Linked DNA regions of Danio rerio: region 2 is linked to region 1. Evidence: chromatin contacts called from public Hi-C data. All regions are on one chromosome and are shown on one strand. The core of a region is the stretch at or near the end of the contact, and the rest is flanking DNA. Distances in the headings are between cores, read along the strand shown. Region 1 overlaps LOC141386347 (a long non-coding RNA gene). Region 2 overlaps shq1 (SHQ1, H/ACA ribonucleoprotein assembly factor).

Region 1 (4,914 bases), core at 1,788-4,287:
AGAATAAAACAAGTGCAGTGGAAAAATAGGGGGGAAATAAAGCAACCCTACAGTACAAACAAAATTTAAACCCATACTTTCACCAATCAGTAAAACACTAATTGACTTTCACACACTTCATTTATTTTACAATAAATGAGTATTCTCCATTATTAATTAAGAAAAATCAAACAAAGAACAATGCTGTGGTACTGCATTGATCAAAAACTATGTAAGCCTGTTAATTAAAATCAGCTCACTCTGACATCAAATGGAATTGCATTGTTCTAGAAAGCTAATATTTATATTTGATCCCCTTTCAACCATCTTGGCATTACAGTGAAACTTTTACTCTGTAGAGTTACTACAAAAGCAGGCATGCCAGCTGGCAGGTTGGCATAACGCATTGCTTCTAGGTTCTGATATTTCAGACAGCCATCATCCTTGCCAAAAGTTTCTGCAAATCCTCACACAATCTATCGAGGGGCCCTCGACAGAGCTCACAATGAGTGTGCGCCGTTCTGCATGTCATTTCACATTGACCCCCGTAGCCTCTCTCATCTTGGAAAGCAATAACGCAGCGGCTCAAAACCAGCTTTTAGGGAGTAGATATCATTTCAAACTATAATAAAAAATAAATGCAAACTCTAGTATTCATATATTGTCATGTGATCTGCATGAGTGTTGTAATGCAAAGACTTCTATTGTATGAGAATTACCCCAAAATGGTTATTTGTGGGTTACTTAACAGGATAAAAGTGAGTTTCAAACTATAAAGGCTGACTCCAACGTGGGAGAATAAATGCAACTGCGATAAAAAAGATAAATGTAACCCAGAGAGCCTAAATACAAAGTAGAGCCATAACTCTCCACCAATATTGTAAGCATAATGGTCTCCTGAAGCTTCCCTCCGTTGGACAGCAGATGATTGGTATGCCTGTGAAATCCCAAAGGCTCCCAAGAGAGGCGGCGCCCGGAGATGATAAGATCCATTCCCATCAAAGGTCAGAGCTGGTCGAAGAATAATGCGGTCAGCATTGGGCAAAATCACATCACATTTCTTATTATCATATTACTGATAGCTTGCAGAGAGACTCGGTGAGGGAAAAGTTTGACTGTACTGTCAAAGAAAGTAGATACAAATAATGAGAGAAATAAAGGAAGACCTGAAAATCTGCAGGGATGCTAGACTCCGTTAAATTAAAATGGGAGATTTTTGGATTTTAGGTTATGTCCCTAATTCAATTCATCTTTATTTCTATAGCACTTTGACAATGTAGAGTGTGTAAAAGCAGCTTCGCATAGAAGATTATAGTAAATTGAAACAGTGTCAGTCCAGTTTTCACAGTTGAAGTTCAGTTTCAGTTGAGTTCAGTCCCGAACAATGCAGTGGCAACAGCGGCGAGGAACAAACTTCACCAACAGGCGAAAGTGAAGGAAATAACCCTCGAGAGAAACCAGGCTCAGTTGGGCATGACCATTTCTCCCATGACTGAAGTCTAATAATAGTGATTTGAAAGCATAAGAAGCCATCTTTCTAATTGCACTTGTGGTATTTGTGCATGATACTGTAGTTCTTTGCAGGTCCTGACCAGGTTCAATGTCACTTTGCCAAATTATTTAAGTTATTTCAATTATCAATAGTAAAATAGCCAAAAATGTAAACAACTTGCACAAACAATGAAACGTGCAGATGTACATATGCATGTGTTGCCAGCAGTTTACCACGCGTTTATAAATAACAGTTATTAACTTAAAACATATTTGACACACAGATATAGTCACAAGTCTTTTTGCATAACCAAGTTTCAGGAACAACAACTAAGATCTTCATAATAATGACTTCTAGTTGATCATTTAGTATCAGAAGTGGCTTATATAAAAGGCAAAGGCCTCTAGATTACGCTTATTTAACCAAAATAAAATATGATCATCATGCCTTGATTTTCAATTACTTAATTAGAACAGTAAGGTCTGACTTTGCAAAGACAAAAGTCTTGTCACTTAACAGAAATAATATACAGTATAGAATATAAAGTCATGCTGCAGTGAAAAAAGAATTAATATTGTGTATGACTCCCATGAGCTTGGAAGACTGCATCCATACATTTCCACAAGGACTGACATAACTTTTTAAAAAAGTAATCTAGAATGGCAAGGAAAGGGTTCTTGCAGGACTCCCAGAGTTCATTAACATTCTTTGGATTCATCTTTAATGCCTCCTCCATCTTACCCCAGACATGCTCAATAATGTTCAAGTCTGGTGGCTGGGCTGGCCAATCCTGGAGCACCTTGACATTCTTTACTTTCAGGAACTGTGAAGTATGAGGAGGAGCGCTATCCTGCTAAAGAATTTGCCTTCTCCTGTGGTTTGTATTGTAATGGCAGCACAAATGTCTTGATACCTCAGACTGTTGATGTCGCCATCCACTCTGCAGATCTCTCGTACTCCACCATACTGAATGTAACCCCAAAACATGATTTCCCCTTAATCAAACTTGACTGATTTCTGTGAGAATCTTGGGTCCACATGGGTTCCAATAGGTCTTCTGCAGTAATTGTGATGATGGGGTTGCAGTTGAACAGATGATTGATTATTAAGATTTACTATAAATATACTAAATCAATGTACGTAAATGATTATGACCTAACCCTACTTTACCATTCAGACACAAAATGTCCTTGTAATTTCCAACCTTTAAACTTGCAGTATTAACTAAGACAGCAATAGCGGATAGTCTTCTACGATACTGCTGTGAAAACCTGTATTATGAATGAGCTCATCTTATCTTCGTCTTCATCATGTAACAAGGCTTAAAAAGATAACATCCTCTTCTTGGCTTGTTGAAAATGTTTGAAGATGACAGAGTAAGGCCACCCTCACAGAAGCCGACCGCTGCACAAACAACCCTCATCCCCCCGAGGAAGCGGTGAATGAGTTTATGTTGCCTTACCTCGTCTTTTCCTTCTCTTTGTCTCCACCTCTTTCCCAACTCATGAGACCTTCTTGGCCGAGGTTCGGAGAAGTTTACTTTGGATATGACTCACATGGAAACTCATATAGAGTAGGCTGCTCTGCTTGTTCCTATGGCCCGCGATGTTGCATGAATAACGGTGTTGCTTATCCTGCAACTGCATTACCTTATACAACAGAGACAGAAAGAGAGACCATACATGAATGAGGAGCAACTTCTACTTCACAGAAATACAAACGTTTTGGGCTCATTCTAAGAAAATGGTGCTATTTGTGTTCCTAATACTTGTAAAAGGGTGGTGGTGGTGGTGGTGGTGGTGGTGATTGAAATCATAATTATCAGATTTGAATTCACTGATATACGTATTGCAATATAAAAATACATATATAAATCATGAATTAATACACGCAAAATATATTTTTAAAATGGTAAAATATGCTTTTCTCTTTAGAAAACAAAGAAAGAAAGAAAGAAAGAAAGAAAGAAAGAAAGAAAGAAAGAAAGAAAGAAAGAAAGAAAGAAAGAAAGAAAGAAAGAAAGAAAGAAAGAAAGAAAGAGAATGACTGAAAGAGAAAGTAAAAATAGGAAAAAAGAAACAACCAAAAACAAACAAACAGAAAAAAGAAAGAAAGAAAAAAGAAAGAAAGAAAGAAAGAAAGAAAGAAAGAAAGAAAGAAAGAAAGAAAAAAGAAAGAAAGAACAAATAAACAAACAGAAAAAAAGAAAAACGAAAGAAACAAAAAGAAACAAACAAACAAACAAATAAACAAACAAACAGAAAGAAAACAAACAAACAAAGAAACAAACAGATAGAAAAAAGAAAAAAGAAACAAACAGAAATGAAGTAAAAAGAAAGAAAGAACAAAAGAAACAAACAAACAGAAAGAAAAAAGAAAGAAACCAGCAAAAATACGAACAGACAAAAAAAACAGAAAGAAAGAAAAAAGAAATAAAACAAACATGCAGAAAGAAATAAAGAAACAAACTCACCGAAAGAAAGAAAAAAATATTATTTGTTTTTTTAATCAAGCATTTTGAATTGACTGTACTGTAACAAATATGAAAACCATCCAAATGCTCCCACAACATCATTTATACTGTAATTGTCTACACCGACGTGAAATTCCAATCTAAACATGGTCAAATAAAGCTACACCCAACAATAAATTGCTTACTTTAAGTGGCTATGCATTCACAGAGTGATGAATTCATATTTGCACAGTTAATGAAGAGAGAAGCACTAATATATATCTTTGCATGTGTGTGTTTGTTTTGGACTTGTACACATTGGCTGGCCAGCCGTGACATTGGAGCCAGGCGGTTAAAATCTAAGTTATTAGCACTCAGATAAATGGAGGTTGCATTTGGTGCAATTTATTCTCATTAATTATTTAGCGGTCAGGGCCTCACATTATGCAGTTCAGATACTTAATAGGAGCAGATCAGCGAGTGGGTCAGGAATGATTACACATTGCACTGGCTGGCAACGAGAAAGCATTTGCTGAGTGGTAATTACTTGAAATGATAAAGCGCTTGCATTAAACGTGATAAAGAGAGGGTTCCAATGCAAAGTCACTCATTGCAAAATTAAGAGAATTAGTAACAATTCTGTCTGCCAGTCATGCAAGGGGTTCACATTACTGAGGTTACACTATAGACCATAATACACTGTGAACACGCACTAATTCACCAGACTGGATATATCTGAGGTTGTATTATTGTGGAACTTTAATCTTCTTCAATTTATCTGCTTTACCTCAATCTTTTTTTTTTTTTTTTATTAAAGTGGTTATATGAAAAAAATCTGTTCAAATTTCCTATGGGTTTGAAACATAGACTATAAAAAATATGGGCATATTAACCGTGACATCACCCATAAGTTTCTGAAGAGCGAAATCCAACGTCAAGCCAACATCTTAAACAATGTCATATTGATGACAAATACTGAAATTTATTCGTC
Region 2 (4,914 bases), core at 1,516-4,015, 160 kb after region 1:
TGGCAGCACATCCAAATCTTCCATTCCACTACATGCCAAAGCGCTCTAATGGATTAAGATCTGGTGACTGTGAAGTCATGTTCAAGAAACCAGTTTGAGATGTGTCACGGTGCATTATCCTTTTGAAAGTACACTATGGTCATGGCTAAAAGCAATGCTATTGCTTAATTGGTAGTAAGGGAGCCAATGTCTGCCAAGAAAATCTCCCCCACACCATTACACTACCAGTGCGAACACTGATAAAAGGAGGATGTAAAGTGGATACACACTTTCAGGTTGTTTACACCACATTCTGACCCTATAATTTAAAAGCAGTAATTGAGACTCATGAGATCAAGCAACCCTTTTCCAGTCTTCTATTGTCAAATTTTTTGAGCTCAGGTAATTATAGCCAATTATAGTATTGCTGTTTTAAGCTGACAAGAGTGGCAGTTGTAAGCTCTTCTGCTGCTGTAGCTCATATGCTTTAAGGTTTGTTGTGTTTTCAGAGATGCTCCTCTGCACCTTGGTTGTAAGTGGTTATTTGCTTTCATTTTGATTTTCGATCAGCTTGACCGGTCTGTCCATACTCCTATGACCTCTGACATTAAGATGGCTGTGTGTGAAAATCCCAGATCAACAATTTCTGAAATTCGCAGACTAGCACACCTTAAAGGAATAGTTCACCCAAAAATGAAAATTCTGTCATCATTTACATGCTTTATCTGTTCACATCTGTTTGACTTCTGTTGAACAAAAAATAACATATCCTGAAGAAGGCTTAAACAATGACTTCCAGTGGGAACAATAAATACTATGGAAGTCAATGCTTACAGGTTATCAGCGTTCTTCAAAATCTTCTTTAGTGTTCAACAAAAGAAGAAACTCAGGTTTGAAGGAGAGTAAATTGTTTTTTTTTAGAGTAGAACTGACAGTAAACTTTTATTTTTGGGTAAATGATCCCTTTAAATCATATTGTTTCCCCATTCTGATGCTCAGTCTGAACCTTCAACAGATTATACAGACTTTATATATAGCTAAACTATATATAGCTTTATATATGCATATAGTTATATGCATGACCGAGCAGTTAAACAGGCAAATGTAATAAATTGGCTGATGAGTATATGTAGGCCCTTAAACCCAGGTCTGGAACCACTTGAGGGAGAGTAAATAGTTTTTTAGACTAGAATGCAGTGTAAATTTTCATTTAAGGGTAAATTATAACTTTAAATCATCCTTCCCATTCGCCTGTTTTTACATTCCATGATGTTTTGATGTGCTAATTAAGGAACATACCTCCAGCCAGCTGAGAGTCCCACTGAGCTTCCTGATGGTCCATGCTGACTCTACCTGCAAATCACAACAGTGTCAGTGATAAAAAATTAAAAAAAAAAAAAACTATTGTGTTTTATTTGACCCTATGTACTTTTTCATTGGTCACACTTTATTTTGATGGTCCGTTTGTTGAATTTTAGTTGCATTGCAAAACATTCCCATTACATTTTAAGTAGACTGTTGGGGTTAGTGTAAGTTGACATGTACTTGCAAGGTTTCTTATAGCCAGTTAAATGTGTTTTAAAGGAGCAGTATAAGCAGATATTAAGCAAACATTCTACTGATACTCAAATGGACCATCAGAATAAAGTGTTACCTTTTAATTTAGTCAATCGGGTTAAAAAAAATTACACTGACAGGAAACGACACTGGATTAAAAACTGTAGTCAATCACACAAGCACCATGCTTCAGTGATCCCTAGCGCTAACCAGTAAGCCACAGCTCCATAGCTGAATGTATCACTTTAGACAAGAGAATGTTTTAAGAAGGTCTGATATGTTTTCTAGCTATTTTTATTGAATCAAAGCCCAGATTTCCAGTGCACTTCTAACATATGTCGAAAGTTTGGGAGCCGATCCAACAGACCCCTTCACAACCGACGCCCTTGCAACATTTGATCACTTCAGATTCAGAAGCCGCGTTTTAAAACAGAACAACGGTTTTCATATTTTCCATACAATTACAGCCATGTGCATCACACACCAAAAAGATTCTTGCGACTGTCTGGAAAACATTACAGGAATGTATTAACTTCCTGGAGCTTTGTTGCATGTGAAAATGCCAACTTGGGCACGCCAAACCCACTTACTCGCAGAGAGATGTCTGTGGCATTCAAAGGTGCACTTACATTGTGCTCTCCCTCTGTAGTGCGCACATCATAGACGTACGCCAAGATGATGTCCACCAAACCCAACCAGACATGAAAGCGCGCTTTCTTATCCAGCAAGTACGAGCGGTTTGTGAATCTCCTCATCTGCTCCCTTTCCTCTTCTGTGAAAGTCATAGCTGGAGGTAAAGAGACAGAGAAAGAGAGACATTCATTGTTGTTCATCAAGTTATCTCAGGGAGATACAGTCAAAGCCGATATCTGACAAATTCACCCTGAAAAACAAGTTTAATGGCAGTGCTCCAGCAAGGGAATGATGGATGCCTCTGCTCCTCTGAGAGATTTAAGAAACAAAAGCATGTTCCCCACAATTATTTTTAAATCAGAGTCGGAGGCGAGGCTTTTGAAGCATAGTAAAGTTACTGCACGGGAAGAGCTTAGTTACAGAGCTTGATTGATGCCCTAAACTGACTTGATACTGCACCAGGGAGGAAGGAGTTGAAGGCAGGGCAGCGAGAGAGAGGAAGAAAAGGGCAAGTCAGCACTTTAGTAGCAGCTGAAAGTGATCCCCTGCTTGGCTGCAGCCCTGCCCCTGATAGAGGCCCTCGTGTGCATGCTTGCATGTCCATACACACACACACACACAGACTTAAAGCTAGTGCTGGCAGAGGTCGACTTCTGGCTCTGTTGGGAGCTGCTGAATTCCAGCGACATGACGACTAAACAGCTCCACCATTTTCCTCCTCTACCTGATTTACCCTCTAACACAGCTGCCTTTGCCTGGCAGGAAACACAGACTCTTGGGAGACCAAAACCAGGAGCTCAGGAGGGAGTTCAGCTCCACCCCTGCTCTAGTCTTCTCTTTATATTACACCATGTCTGTCTGTAAATACTCACTGGCAGCTTTGTGTGTGTGTGTGTGTGTGTGTGTGTGTGTGTGTGTGTGTGTGTGTGTGTGTGTGTGTGTGTGTGTATGTGTGTGTGTGTGTGTATGTGTGTATGTGTGTGTGTGTGTGTAACTGAACTCTTAACACTGCACAAATCACCTTCATTCCAAACGTGTAAGATCATGCTGCTCTATTCAAAACATTACAAGTAAAAGGTGACCAGGGGTTGTGAAAATCCATGCCAAAGAAAACACCACAGGTGGATAGATGTAGCTAAAAATAAATAAAATAAGCCTGTGCATTCCAAGCAATCTCAAATCATCTGACAGATTTAAGTTTAATCTAAATGCATTACTCACTGATATTAGTTGTACATAATCTAGCAAGAAGGTCGCTGGTTCGAGCCCCGGCTGGGTCAGTTGGCATTTCTGTGTGGAGTTTGCATATTCTCCAAAAACATGCTCCAAAATAAGTCTGAAATCAAATACATCTACACATCTTGATATGCAATGAAAGGTGAGCCAATTTGGAATATGGCATGAAAACCTATTTTCTCCACATAAATAAGTAAATAAATAAGTCATAAAAATGATGATGACTTAAAATGTCAAATGAATAACATTAAAACCCATTCGAAAAATAAAAAAAAATGACATAACTCAAAATTAGGTGACATCATTTAATGCACTGTTTCTCAACCACGTTCTAAGAGGATCACCAACGCTGCATGCTTTGTCACAGTCATTACAACTCTCTGAGTCTCTGCTATTGAGCTGATCTGAATCAGATGTGTTTGGTTAAGGACACATGGGCCGTTTCTCAATATGCGTTCTTCAGCAATATTGCGTCCTCATGTGACATCATCTTTAACCATCAAAGTTTAGTTTCAAAACTCAAGAACGCAAGACATTCCCGGATGTGTTCTTGGTATCGAGGATGCGTCGATGCAGATTTGAGCACTGAACTCGCTCTAGATGCCCCAGAAGTCATTGCGAGGTGGGAAGCACAGCATTTCATATAGATTTAATATTAAAGTTCAGAGATATATCTTATTTATCTCAAGAGTTTCCCTAAATGCACCAGTGAAAGTAAACATTACCATAAAAAATCTTAATAAAAGGTATAAACAAATTAAGGGTGTTTATTTGTTGAAATTCGTATTCAAATTTGTTTACAAATTTTTACAAAAACCATTAAGTCAATTGCGATGCTCATTTTGATTAGCTTTTAGTCAATCGTGAGTTTGCGATGCTGTTTTCTCTTTGCACTTTACGTTGCTTTCACTTAAGCAACATCATCAGCTGGAGACAAAGTATCATCAAGGTGTTTTTTTTTTTTTTTTGGCAGATATTTTAGTTTTTCTGTACTGTTTGATGTTTATTTGCAGTTCTTTTTTTAGTAGCAAATTTAATTTTTATTGCTCAAAAAATATTTTTGCTTTGCGATTTTTGGAGATTGCATTAAATTTTTGCTCATTACTTTATTTTTTGTTTGCAAAACTTTTTTTATTTGTCAAGTATATATAGCCCTAGATTGACTCCATACAAATCGGTTCTCTGCGTTCTTGGAATGAAAAACAGTCATGGAAAATGTGCAGAACTGGTGGTCTTTCAGGAACATGGTTAAGAGACACTGATTTATTATATATATATATCCCCAACAGGGCTGCTTTTACATAAATAACAACAATAGTGTTCTAATATGAAATAAAAGTCTTCAATGATTCTCCTAATACTAGTGTATGCGTAACTAAAAATCTTGCCTTATTTCAAAGCTAGCCTACAGACAATACACAAGAGAACCAATTAAGTGTGCATTTTCTTCACCTCCTCCTCATTTTTCTTCCATGGTGCCGAGTGAATTGCATTTCCAGCTGTACGAAA

The links. Hi-C and Micro-C count contacts between places; a contact is called where the count stands out from the background.
Region 2: a contact with region 1 is called in a Hi-C map of fibroblasts, with 5 times the contacts expected there. The contact joins two enhancer-like sites. A contact is called at or near these places in 11 of 18 Hi-C or Micro-C datasets (caudal fin, embryo, fibroblasts and 3 more) and 1 of 4 datasets of contacts at active chromatin or transcription factors (caudal fin).

The regions. Positions count from the first base shown.
Region 1 is chr6:46,502,219-46,507,132 of GRCz12tu, forward strand. LOC141386347 (a long non-coding RNA gene) reads right to left here. Exons shown (of 3, transcript XR_012408176.1): 2 at 2,934-3,120; 3 at 1-990. Among named protein-coding and RNA genes, the nearest start is that of prok2, 62 kb to the left of the region's middle. Within about 2 kb of position 3,038, at least 3 of the 62 cell types and tissues checked have an H3K27ac peak or open chromatin away from gene starts, as enhancers often do.
Region 2 is chr6:46,661,311-46,666,224 of GRCz12tu, forward strand. shq1 (SHQ1, H/ACA ribonucleoprotein assembly factor) reads right to left here. Exons shown (of 12, transcript NM_001080600.2): 8 at 2,166-2,323; 9 at 1,279-1,332. Among named protein-coding and RNA genes, the nearest start is that of shq1, 20 kb to the right of the region's middle. Within about 2 kb of position 2,766, at least 23 of the 62 cell types and tissues checked have an H3K27ac peak or open chromatin away from gene starts, as enhancers often do.